Regions from separate parts of the Mus musculus genome. Here all the other regions are linked to region 3. A link is a contact called in public promoter capture Hi-C data. All regions are on one chromosome and are shown on one strand. Each heading gives the region's core, a stretch centred on a gene start, on an enhancer-like site or on the middle of the called end of the contact. The rest is flanking DNA. Distances are from core to core; before and after follow the strand shown. Region 1 overlaps Oca2 (oculocutaneous albinism II). Region 2 overlaps Gabrg3 (gamma-aminobutyric acid (GABA) A receptor, subunit gamma 3). Region 3 holds the start of Gabrg3 (gamma-aminobutyric acid (GABA) A receptor, subunit gamma 3).

Region 1 (3,878 bases), core at 917-3,416, 970 kb after region 3:
GCCTTATTTAGTTCTCATAAATGGCATATTGGGATCCAATCCAGATCCTCCCTCTGCAGAAACCCAGCCATGAGTGCCTATAACTGCTGTGTTATTTAGCCTAATTGCAGGCCACTGGACCTGGCTCAGCTCTCTATATTATTTTGTTTCAGAACATTTTAGAAAAAAAGAAAAAGGCTAAAACCAAAAATGGCATCAAGTAAAAAACAAAATGTAAGTGTGTGTGTGAAGGACCTTTGACCTTTATCATGCATGGTTTTCTGATCCCAGCTACGACAGCCAACAGCAACACTTGCTAGAATGCCTCCTTGTGGGCCTGGAAACAGACCTGGGATGAGAAACTGCTGAAGAAAAAAATGGCGTTCAAAAAACTGACTTCACACATGAGCTAAATGGCAATACACACAACTATGTGTATCCAAAACAAAAAAAAAAAAAAACACAACAATTTTTAAGAACTATAAAATTATGTGCACAAGTGTGCATCATTTGAATTCAGGCCAGGACAAAAATTATAACATTTTAAATCCAAACGTTGCCACAAAATCTTTCCCATTCAAACGAAGGAGTATGAAAAAAAGGGAGGGAGGCTTCAACAAAGAAAAACTGTCATAGAATTCTCAGTGCTTAGCTATGTATTTCAGGTTCCCTTGAGGGCACTGTAGCAGAGACCTAGAAATTCTCTGCTATGGGGCTATACTCAGATTCCCACAAGCTCTTGTCCACTGCAGACAGGAAGAATGAGCAAGGAAAGAAAGGCAGGTGAGTGTAAAGGGTGTAAAGGGGATTCCCAGGCATGGAAAAATGTGTCCAAATATTGAAATATCTCAACACCAAGATCCCCATAGCTTCTATTGACTTAGCCTATTCCAGGCCCAGGGCAACATCATGAAGCCTAGTCTTAAAACTAGAAAAAACAGCTAATAGCAAACTTTGTCTCTCACCAAACCCTGGAACATGGATGCCTTCCATAATCTACACTGCTCTCAGTACAACGTTCCTGGAAGCCTTATCCAGACAACATGGAAAACTGAGCTCATCTCCTGACTGATTCTTTCTCCTCTGGGCATAAATCAAATACTCATGGTGCCATCCTGCCATTTATGGGCTAATTCTCTGACTATCCTCCCTCCAAATGATAACTCGTTCTTTCCTGACTGTGCAAAGTAGAACTCTACAACTGACACACATGAGCTGTTCTGTGTACACAGTTCACATAATGAATGTGTTGGAGATCACTACAACATAAGGAACTGTATTAAAGGGTCACATCACTACTATTTTCCTGCAGCCACGGCAGCTCCTCACCAAGAGGCCTCTGACTCCCAACTGCATCTGTACTAATAGTCCTTTGAAACAGCAGCTGTCTGCCAGCACTTTGGCCCTTGGTGAGTTTCCCTAAGTGTTCCCTACATGCCGAAAGCTCTACATCTGTGGAGAATGAAGACACTTCCAGAGAGAAGGAAGTCTCTGTAGACAGGAAACCTGGTGCCCCTCAAACCACTGATCAGTCAGTGGGTCAGAGCCAAATCAGTGAGGGAAACTGCCAAACACAGGTTCACAGTAGGGAGTCACTCTACACACCTGGCCTTGGACAAAGGAGGCTAGAGATCCATAAAACAGCCCTTGAAACCCAGAGGCATTGGCTCCAGCTTTCCACAGTTGGCCCAGGGGAAGAGTCTGCTGCAGGTAGGCAGGCACTTAGTGGGTGGAAGAAGAAGGGGGCACATTCTCAAGCCCTGGTCTTTTATTAAGCAATGGAAAATTCCCAGGCAGTGTATCACTGACTGCAAAGGAAAAAATAAAACCAAAAGCAGTAATAGGCAGCTGGCTAGTTCCACATCACTGGCCGTGGGCCACACAAGCACTCTGCAAGCCTGCTGTTTGGCTCTGCTGTCAGCGTCTAGAAATGAGCGCAGGCTAAACTGTAGAAAGATTTCTGGTGATTAGATAAAAGCCAGAATTCCTTAGGCACTTGCAAAACTGGTTCCTAGCTGCCAAAAGAAGTCATTCCCCATACCCCTAGCAGAGGGGACAAGTGGCTACCTGTGGTGCCAATCAGCATATCAAAGTCGATGCTGGCCACCAGACCCTCTCAGTACCTGTTACACAACTCTAAGTCCATGCTAGCATCCTGCCCTTTCCTCCTCCAGATACTCATCCTCCTTATGATTCAAAGGATGTCTCCCCCCACACTCTGTAGCCGGTCTCTCTTTCACTGTTCATGCTCTTGTTCACCACTCCCTCTTGCTGTCTCTGTCCTCTCTCTCCTTCCTTTCCTCCCTCCCTCCCTCCCTTTCCCCATCCTACTCTCTCCTCTATTTCTTGCTACCTCACTATCTCCACCATTCTCTCCCATTCTTTCCCATCTCTAGAACTGACTAGGCCCCCATCTAATTTCTCTTTCTCTCTACTCTGGACTCCTCCAGATACCTCTGGACATTATCTCTTAGTCACAATTAAAACAAACAAACAAAAACAAAAACAAAAATCCTTATCTTAATAACGAAGCAATTCTGCTGGCAGTCTCGTTCATGCCCCCTCCCCTGCACCCCACCCCACATCTCCATCCTCCACTCCCTTGGATACACCCATAGAGTGCAGAGGACCACTGCATCACCTTCCACAGGAGCAAAAGAAGGCTCTGCATGGGCATTTGCCATCACATTGTACCAGCACAGGTGTAGGATTCCCAATCCGCATCTGCACTTATGCAGGTGCAGGTGCCAGGACAGAGAAGGAGAGAGAGCTGTTACCAGATGCAAAATCAACAAAGCAAAGGTTAAGGAGATGGTAAAAAGAGGCACCCTGTCTCTTGTGATGCAATGGTGTGTCTCAGATAGGGGAGGCCCAGCCGGAGGGGCAGGCAGAGATGGAGCCTATGACTCTGGGGGACACAGTAAAGCTCTAAGAGAGCCTGAAGAGTGGTATAGTTTGAAGATATAAACAAAGAGTTACTTAGGGAAAAGCAACCTACCATGATTAATTCCTATTTTTATCCATTTATGCCAGGCATGGCTCTTTTTTTTTTCAACATGAATATGCATGAGTTTCCCTAATAAAATCCCTCCGTCTCCTTTGTTTAAGGAGACTGGTGCTTTGGGAGTTATCCCAGAGCTCTTCTTACTTGTGCTCCTAATAAAGCTTCCTTAGGTCTTTTATTGCCTCGTGTGCTGATTGGCTTTGCACTCATCCAAGGAGGGTGAACTCACTGTGGTCTGCCACAGGCTGAACTATCAAATAAAATGGTCCTCACTAAAACTCGATGAATAAAATTGTTAACCGCTAAGGTTCTCTACTTAGAATTTTTGAAAAGTTATTTACATAGTGTTTGAGTGTTTTTTAAGAAACTAAAAAGAAATGTGAAGAAAAGAGTTTGGTTCTTTTTTCATTTTATCCAAATGAATGTTCGGTCTTCATTCTGCCTGTGCACCACGTGCATTTCCAGTGCCCTTAGAGGCCTGAAGAGGGTGTTGGGTCCCCTGGGATTGCAGTTATAGATGATTGTGAGCCACTATGTGAATGACAGTAGCCTTAACTACTGATCCATCTCTTCAGCCCACGAAACAATATTTTAAAAGAACAAAAATAAAGCATTGGAACGAGATACAGCAAAGACTTGAAGAGAAGATAGAAACCTCGCCCAGGATAAAAGAAATACATCACATGAACAATAAGCCTTGAGTGCCAAACACAACTATGAAGCAAATAAGGAAAAGCTGTGATGAAATGTGCTAAAGTGTAAGTCATAAAAGACCTTCTCTAGTAAGCCATGAAGGAGTAAGCAAAGCAAGGAGGGTCCGTATATGATCTAATTACACCATGTCACATACAGCGCGTACAGAATTCTGCTCACAAGCACATGAGGAAGTCTGACT
Region 2 (4,150 bases), core at 1,260-3,759, 620 kb after region 3:
TTTTCTAAGCAATATAGTCAGGACACCTGATTTTTTTTCACTGTGTGTATGATCTGCTGTGGTGCTGGCTGCACAAAGCTATGCAGAACAGGTTCAGGCTTGCAGTGACACATCCTGCAGGGAGCTAGGATGAGAGCCATCTTCTGACGCTCAGAAGGGGTTCGGTTGTAGAAGCCAGGCTTTCAAACACACTCTCACCTCAGACGATGAGATCAAGCAGAAGCCTAGGGCCCGAAATTAATTGCTTTAATATCTTTTCTTTTGGTGTAGATTTCACTGGCAGGCTCAGGTGGGGTCCCAGGGAGAGGCCAGTTGTCAGTCAAAGGGAAGGCAGCACTTCCAGCAATGTGACTAAAGCATCATAGCTTAATGTGCACAGCTGATATTTCTGAAGTTTATTCATGCTTTAAGTTTAGTAGCAACTCATGGTACTTTTCCAAAGTCCACAAACATCACTGTGTGTATGAAGTTTAGATATTGCCAGTGCTGAAGATAAAGCTTTAAAATGCTTCCCTGGCCATCTGCTCTAAGCAGAGAAGACAAGGGGCTGAACCCTAGGGCCAGATGGCCATACGTTGTTTGAACTGCACTGTGCCACTTATATGGTATTTGGCCCTGGGCAGCTCCTGTGAGCATCACAAATGAGCTTACCTGGTATTGATGCAGGAGAAAAATTGAGGTAATAAAATTGATACAATAAAGAATTTACTGATAAAGTTGCTTAGGGGAAATTAAGTTACATGAAGTTGAATTTATCTAAGGAGCACTGTCACCAATATGACTGGGAGATAAGTAATACACTGGCCATGTTTGTTAGCTGAAGGAACACTAGAGATAAATAGTACACTGACCAAGGCCTGTTAAGAAACCATAGGAAGCAAAATTGTACTGTAGTTGAAGTTTAGGACTGCTGAGAAAGTTTCTGCTTCTGTTTGGTCACCAAGTTTGACCTCCAATTAGGTTCTGTTTCTATAGCAGAAGGAGACAAGGCTGACATACAACAGGCCATTAGGCCCATCTCCTTATCAAAAACCATGCCTTTAAGGGGCAGCTCAGGGGAAGAGGGCAGCACAGGATGACGGACATTATAACATCCCGCTCTACTAAAGAGTCTCCACGTCTCTTAACAATGGCATAATTCCGCCAGCTGAGCAAGAGAATACTGGTGTACTTAAGAAGCAATTCTGGCCATCGCTTTGCTGTAAGAATCTCCCATCTGCCCAGGTAGACAGACTTGAAATTTCCTGTGCCTATTTAACTTGTTGAAAGTGTAACCTGGGTATAGGATGAGAAAAGGATCTAAGGGTGGCAGCATATATGGAATACACAAGCCTAAGTTGTATACAACTTAGTAAAGGCTGTTTGTGGCTACCTCTTCTTGGGGCATTCACCAGAAATGGACATGAGCTATCATTAAAAGAGTTTGGCTTGATTTTCTTTTCCTGAGTGTGTAGAGTAAATTCTCACTGGGGGTGAGGTGGGGATTTCAGCCTCAGAGTGCAGCCTCTGACAGTTGCTGTGACCATAACAATGACGAGGAGATTGTTATCTCCTTTGGTCGCTACTGTGAATTTCAGTGAGCGAACCTATGTCAAGTGCATAGCTGTCATCTATAAATAGAAATAATATCTATTATTATTATTGCCTGAAGGCATTTGCTATGAGGGAGAGTCAGGGTATTTATGCATTAGCTTCCTTTACTAAATAGACCATTAATTTACCTGCTAGCATTTAACTCAGTAAGGCACATTTTAACAGGGATATATGGTGAGATTTATAACTTGAATGAGAATAGAAATATGTGTTTAAATACCTCTCATAGAATAAAGTAAAACTTCAATCTCTTCACATTTACCTCAATGCAGTCTGGAAAATAAACCACTCCAGGTTCATAGTTATCATTCTAAAAATAGCGACAGTCTCTTTGACTATAAGATTGAGTGAAAAAAAAAACCCTCAAAATCTACCAAGTCATCCTTCCTCTATAATTCCCAGAGGAAAGTGGGAATCCTCTGCTTGGTATAATGATCCTTTCCACTAAAAGATGAAAATTCATGATTGAATTCATAAATGAACATATGTATCCCTTTAAAATCATATTTAATTAAGTATTCTTACCTCCAGACCTAAGTTAATTTTTACATTTAATACGGAGATAAGAACATTTGCTTGTAACATTTTATGCCTTTTGTTTGGTCTTTGCTGAACCCTCTGACCAGCACAGTGTGTATCAGTGTCTTTATTCATAGAGGAAGGTAGGCCTGGCAGGCTGCAGGCATAGCCTCCAGCAGCACACACACTATGAGCCTTGCCTGAGTTTAGGCTCTCACTGTGATGTCAATCATTTTTACCATAGCAATACTGCGAGAAAGATTTCATCTTATTAACAGGACCCGACCCTCAGTTTTCAGGGAACCTAGCAAAATCATTAAGCCAGCAAAAGCACTTGGATGCGAAACCACAAGGACAGGGAGATTTCCCACTGCTGCAAGCTCCTACCTCCAATGCGTGGGCAGCACTGCTGGGCCTGGGCCTGAAGCTTTTCTTACCATTCTGACAAGCCCAAACCAGTCGTTTTCTTCTTTAATTTTTTTCCCACTGATATAAGGTTTGTGTGATTTTGCTTTTTCAAAGGCTTGCTATCAAACTGTGCTGGTCTTATCTATTGTTCCTTGGTACTCAAAGCCTTTTTAAATCAGCGCATGGAACTCTTAAGGTATGAGCTTTACCCAGAGCTGCACGGTGTTGTGATCAGCCCTTTTATCAGGGCTAATTATGCTGAACTTAGAACAAAACTTCTTTTATGGAAAGTAGCTAGCAGTTTTAATGAGACTTGAAGATTTAGCTGGGAGTGTCGCACGACTCCCTCCATGGGTCTTAAGCAGAGGGATCAGGCTTTTCCTTTCTCTTGCAATAAATTTGCAGATAAAGAGAGTTAATGAAATGATACACTCAGCTCTTGCTTCATTCTCAGAAAAATCTGAGAATGGTGTGAAATTAGTACCACTGGCCCCTAGAACAATGGAAAATGGTTAATCCTGGTGACTGCCCACCAACCCATTAGCACTGTTGTGGAAAGTCTAGGGGAGGCAGAAGAGTTGCATATGATTATTTGATCATGGTCCTTTTCTAGATCAGATCTCTTATTTGCCTGTTGGTGTCAGTGTGTATGTGCACATATGTGAGTATGTACGTGTTATAGTGTGCTATTTCAGAACACAACTTTCACCATGTAGGTTTCAGGGATTCAACCCACCTTGCCAAGTTTGGTGACAAATATCCTTATTGGCTGGGCCACCTTATCAATCTACAGATATCTTCTTTTTTTGTTATTTTCTTTATTTATATTTCATATGTTATCCCCTTTGCTGGTCCACCCCACCCAGAAAACCTCTATTCCCATCCTCCCTCCCCCTGCTTCTATGAGGGTGTTCCACCCACCCACCCAAGCCTATCTCCCCACCTACGATTCCCCTACACTGGGGCATCTTTCTTAATGTCTTTTTTTGTTTTACTGAAGCCAAAATGTACTTTAGAGAAGGGGTTACAGAGCTCTATGTAGATTCCAAGGAGTGCTGCTTTTAATTTTTTTTTCTTGATGTAGAACAGACCATGTCCCCAGCCTATGTTTATTTCCTCTTATATTGATAAAGGAACCAGTGACAACAGTATATCTGAATTCACCTTGTGCCTGTACACCACGTGCCCTGACATAACTTTTACCCATGAGATTCTGTGTCTTCAATCTGTACAACAGACTGAAGAAAAAGATACAGCATTATTTAATAAGGAAAAATAAGCTAGTCACTTTGAACCAAAGAAAAATGCTTACACTAGTCTATAAAGTGGAAGAGGCTCATAATTTTACCAGTTCTGTTTTGGCCACGAATTTGCTGAAACTACAGAAATTCCAATGATCATCTCCTGGCATCTCTGGAGCATGATCACCTTCTAATATCAATGGTACACATTCCAAATGTTTATTATTTAAACTTTCTAATCTTTACAATCACAGAAAATATTTTTAAACCCGTCATCATTCATTGTTAGAATATGTGTGTGTGTGTGTGTGTGTGTGTGTGTGTGTGTGTGTGTGTGTGTATGTATATATATATTTCTAGAATTTTGTTTCCCTCAAGTATGTTATACT
Region 3 (3,845 bases), core at 346-2,845:
GAGGTCTATGAAAATCTTAACACGTGTTCTGTAACAGATTTAGCATTCCCAGCGATCCTAGAAACCAGTCCTTGGAGTGAAAATTTGAGTCATGATTGCATTTGTTTAGAGACTCAGGATGCTTGTGCACCATCCTTTGACTAGATTCTGAAGGGTTCCTTTGTATGGTACAGAAATTAGAGATGAAGGAGAGTTTGATAGAAACTTCAAGAAGGAAGGTAGGTGTTGGCTGTTAGGAATCTCCATGGGACATAGGCATTCAGACTTATATAAGTGCAGGTAAAGAGGGGTGATAAAAAAATGTCCTGATTGGGGTGAGCTGGGTGACACAGGAAGAAGGCAGTGGCCTGGGATTAACCAAGATAGCACAATCCTTAGTTAAAAGCAATGCTATTATCAAGAAAAGCCTCCAGCCTCCAGCAGGCTTACGATTCTTAACCTGAGAATCTAGAGACAAGGGAGGGAATTCCCAAGAGCTTCAACCTGCTTCTCTCTGTATTTTATGAAAAAGCTTACTGTCAGTGTTTCTAAAATCCCTTCTCTTGGGGAGATAGGAGCATTGTCAACACCCTCCTCCTGGGCCCTAACAACAAAACAGTGTTCACCCCCACACAGTTTAGCCTGTGGACCTGGAGTTTATTGGCCATACCCTACAGAGGTAAGAGGTTGCTGACAGGATCTTGGGTGCTCACAAAACAACTTCACTTAACATGATTAATGGTCTCTTCATCTCCTTGCTCTAGTTTTTCCAAGCCTATGTGTTCTAGTACCTCCTTCCCCTAGACACAGACTATTGGCAATGGGGGGCAAAATTGCAAAGAAATGACTGGGAGAAGTGTTTAGACATCAGGTGAGGATCCAATGACCTTCCCAACCCCTCCTTCTGTGAAAGAAAGCCAGCAATCCACAGGCCCAAACTTGATGCATTCCTGCAAGCAGGCATAGCTACTTATAATGATGGTGGCAAATTGGCTGCAAGGGAAGTACTTTATAGCATCCAGTATTAACGAAACTGTCGTGTCTATGATTAGTAGTTGAAAATATATTTCTAAGGTTTTTTTTTTTTTAATTATGGAAGTAAAATTCCTATTTGTGTTGAAGTTAATGTTTGCATGCCAAAAGATTAGCTTTCTAAACGATCCTACAAATAAAAACAAGCAATTTCAGTTTGGAACATGAAAATAACGTCAGTCCCATCCAACAGGGTCCTTTGCTTTCTGGCTCCGGTGCCTTCTCTCTGGCCTTAAACATTTCACTTCTACTAATTACTGATAGTGTTTTAGTCTCTCTTTTCTGCGAAAAGGGGACATTGTTGGGACTTCCCCAGCAAGCCACAGTTATGAGCACCAGGGGGAGTTCAGGTAAGCAAGCACCACCCTAGAGAAGATCGCCTTTTGGCAAACCATCTCACTTACTTGCAATGGCGTCCCTAAGAGAAGGCACACGGCACAGGGGACAAGCAGGGTGGGTGCGCTGCAGTAAAACTACCAGTGCCCATGACTCCATCGATGACACGGGCCAGTCCCCAGGCCCCTTCTGCGCCTCCTTGCGGGATCCCCAAGCTCTCCTTCCCACCCACCAGCCCCGCCCCCTTCCCGACCTCCCAACTCCGAGTCCATTCAAACCTCGCTGCCTTCGCCTGGCATTGCCAAGCGTGTTAATTGGGGAAACTCCTCCCCGCCGCGGCCGGCGGGCACCACCGAGGCAACCGCGACCTCCCGCCACGCTTCGGAGCGCAGCTGCCCCAGCGCAGAGCCCCGAGCCGGCCCGGGAGGTGGGGGGCTCGGGCTGCGGGAGGAGGGTGCCCGGCCACCTGCTGCCCCCCCTTCCCCGTGCTGATCGCTCCCGAGAGCGGACGCACCCCAGCTCGTGTGCGCCCCGCAGAGCCGGACCGTCGGGGACGCGGCGCTCGGAGCAGACACCTGTCCCTCCCAGTCCGCAGAACCCTGGGCGCTGCAGCCCGTGGGAGTCTAGTAGGCGCCGGAGCAAGTAGAGACCAAGCCCTGCAGAGGCCTCGGACCCGCTCCCGGAGAGCCATGGCTGCAAAGCTGCTGCTTCTCCTCTGCCTGTTCTCGGGCTTGCATGCTCGGTAAGTGGCTCCCAGGCGTTTCCAAGAGGCCGGCGGGGGCGGAAGGGCGGCGGGGGGCGCCGTCTGCCGGCCGCCAGTCCCAGGTGCGCGCCGTCCACTGGGCTGCAGAAGAGGGAAGGTTCCCGCACCTCACCTCCTCACCTGTAGGTCTCCCCCAGGTCCAGACCTCAGCTCCAAGGCCGCCACAGCCCTCTGCAAGCCGGTTTGTGTGGGGACTGTTTGGGTGATTATAGGATGTGGTGGTTTCAAGGGACTTGGGAAATCAAAATGATGAGGCAGTAGCCTTATCTTTCTCATCAGTTATCCAAGGGCTTTCTGACATGCATTGGTTAACACTCTATATGTTCCAGCACTGAAAAGAAACCTCCGGACCCAGGAATTCTGTTTTCTCAACCACCCTATATAGATTACAGAAGAGGTAATTTGCAGGAGGAAAGTGGAGGGGGCTGGGGCAGGTGGTCAGGAAGAGCCCTGCTTCTTCTCCAGGTCCTACAGCAGCACACACAAGCACCCCATCTCTATTAAAGAATCAGGTTGCGGTTCACATGGAAGCTTCTTGAAGCTGTAAGAAATTATCTCACTGTGAATACCCCAAACCAGCACCAGTCAGCTAACAGAAGATTCACCCCGCAGACAGAGAAGGGCTCAGAAGAAGGACAGTGGCACCAGAAGGGTTAAAGCCTGTTGCCATAAACACAACTAGAGATGCTGACATGGTTTAATTCCACCTCCTAGATTGGTGCTCTGATTAGCTCCTGCAGAACTAACCTGAGTTTTGGAAATTCCTGGTTGTCTCCCCAACTGTCACCCTAGGAATTGGAGGACACCCCATTCCCAGAACACACTTGTTTTGACATTTCTCAATTCCCTGGCTTAGAAAGCAAATTAGAAAGGAGCTATCCCTGAGGGTCACAGGTCCTATAGCTGTCACAGGCTTTTATTTCATTCACATTTGTGAAATACTGGAACTCGGACGACAGCCTAATAACCCCCCCCCCCAAACTATGAGAGAGGGCTTCCCAAATTCTTACTGCAACCATAAATAAAGTCCTGCCCCACCGGCCAGGACTTGTTTTTCCTGAATTGACACTGGAGACTTGAACAGTCATTCAGGAAGCAGAGGATCCGAGGCCTCTCCACCAAAGTTTCTTCTCTCCAGGGAGGGAGTTAGAAAGTGCAGTGGAAAGTGTCTTTTGAAGGAGATTGTGCCTGGAGGAATCTTAGTTTAGAGGCAGATACCACCAGAAGCATCAGGAAAGCTACAGTCCCATCACCCAGTCCCTTGCCATAGCCATCAACTCAAAAACCTAGCTTGCAGTTCAGGGTTCAGTCAGTTATTTAGATTTATAGTTGCGGTTCTGGAAGGAAAGCTGCCTGTTTCCCTCATCATTATGTATGTTCCCAGAGAAGATGGAGCACTCTGGTTTCTGAAGATTCCCAAAGACACACAATCTCCAAGGATTCTTCATCTTTCCTTTCCAGCCAAGGTGCACATACTAATGTAATATGCACTCTATTGAGTTTTCAGTCTTGGTAATTATGATTGTAACTCAGTTTAAAAAGAACCCATTTTGTATTTATTGCTATATGTCTCACTTTTGAGGAGGTTACTATTTTTTTTAAAAACGGGTTTTTACAAACATGTAAATAATTGAATGGTCCATCCATCTTTCAATCTATTTTTTAGTTTTTAGAGGATTCTCTTCAGCATTCAAGATGCCTAGCTGGTATGGTTCCCTTGTAGATAAGTTCCGAC

The links. Promoter capture Hi-C pulls out the DNA fragments that hold promoters and counts their contacts.
Region 1: a contact with region 3 is called in a promoter capture Hi-C map of stem cell-derived epiblast-like cells, with 5 times the contacts expected there. The contact joins the enhancer-like site here to the promoter of Gabrg3 in region 3. A contact is called at or near these places in 4 of 39 promoter capture datasets (the 3T3-L1 cell line, the C10 cell line, embryonic stem cells and 1 more), 4 of 115 datasets of contacts at active chromatin or transcription factors (VIP interneurons, astrocytes, forebrain and 1 more) and 1 of 9 other capture datasets (adipose tissue).
Region 2: a contact with region 3 is called in a promoter capture Hi-C map of hippocampal neurons, with 2.6 times the contacts expected there. The contact joins the enhancer-like site here to the promoter of Gabrg3 in region 3. A contact is called at or near these places in 4 of 39 promoter capture datasets (the 3T3-L1 cell line, frontonasal cranial neural crest, hippocampal neurons and 1 more), 2 of 115 datasets of contacts at active chromatin or transcription factors (astrocytes and forebrain) and 1 of 9 other capture datasets (liver).

What each region holds. Positions count from the first base shown.
Region 1 is chr7:56,417,634-56,421,511 of GRCm38.p6, reverse strand. The region is part of intron 21 of Oca2 (oculocutaneous albinism II); the gene reads right to left. Among named protein-coding and RNA genes, the nearest start is that of Oca2, 180 kb to the right of the region's middle. Within about 2 kb of position 2,166, at least 36 of the 459 cell types and tissues checked have an H3K27ac peak or open chromatin away from gene starts, as enhancers often do. A contact at or near this core is called in VIP interneurons, adipose tissue, astrocytes and 2 more, where this site is marked.
Region 2 is chr7:56,764,415-56,768,564 of GRCm38.p6, reverse strand. All of the region lies in intron 6 of Gabrg3 (gamma-aminobutyric acid (GABA) A receptor, subunit gamma 3), which reads left to right. Among named protein-coding and RNA genes, the nearest start is that of Oca2, 530 kb to the right of the region's middle. Within about 2 kb of position 2,509, at least 16 of the 459 cell types and tissues checked have an H3K27ac peak or open chromatin away from gene starts, as enhancers often do. A contact at or near this core is called in forebrain and hippocampal neurons, where this site is marked.
Region 3 is chr7:57,384,965-57,388,809 of GRCm38.p6, reverse strand. It overlaps Gabrg3 (gamma-aminobutyric acid (GABA) A receptor, subunit gamma 3), which reads left to right and starts at 1,595. Exons shown (of 10, transcript NM_008074.3): 1 at 1,595-2,089. The coding sequence starts at 2,037. It overlaps Gm9962 (predicted gene 9962), which reads right to left and starts at 1,538. Exons shown (of 3, transcript NR_033504.1): 1 at 1,416-1,538.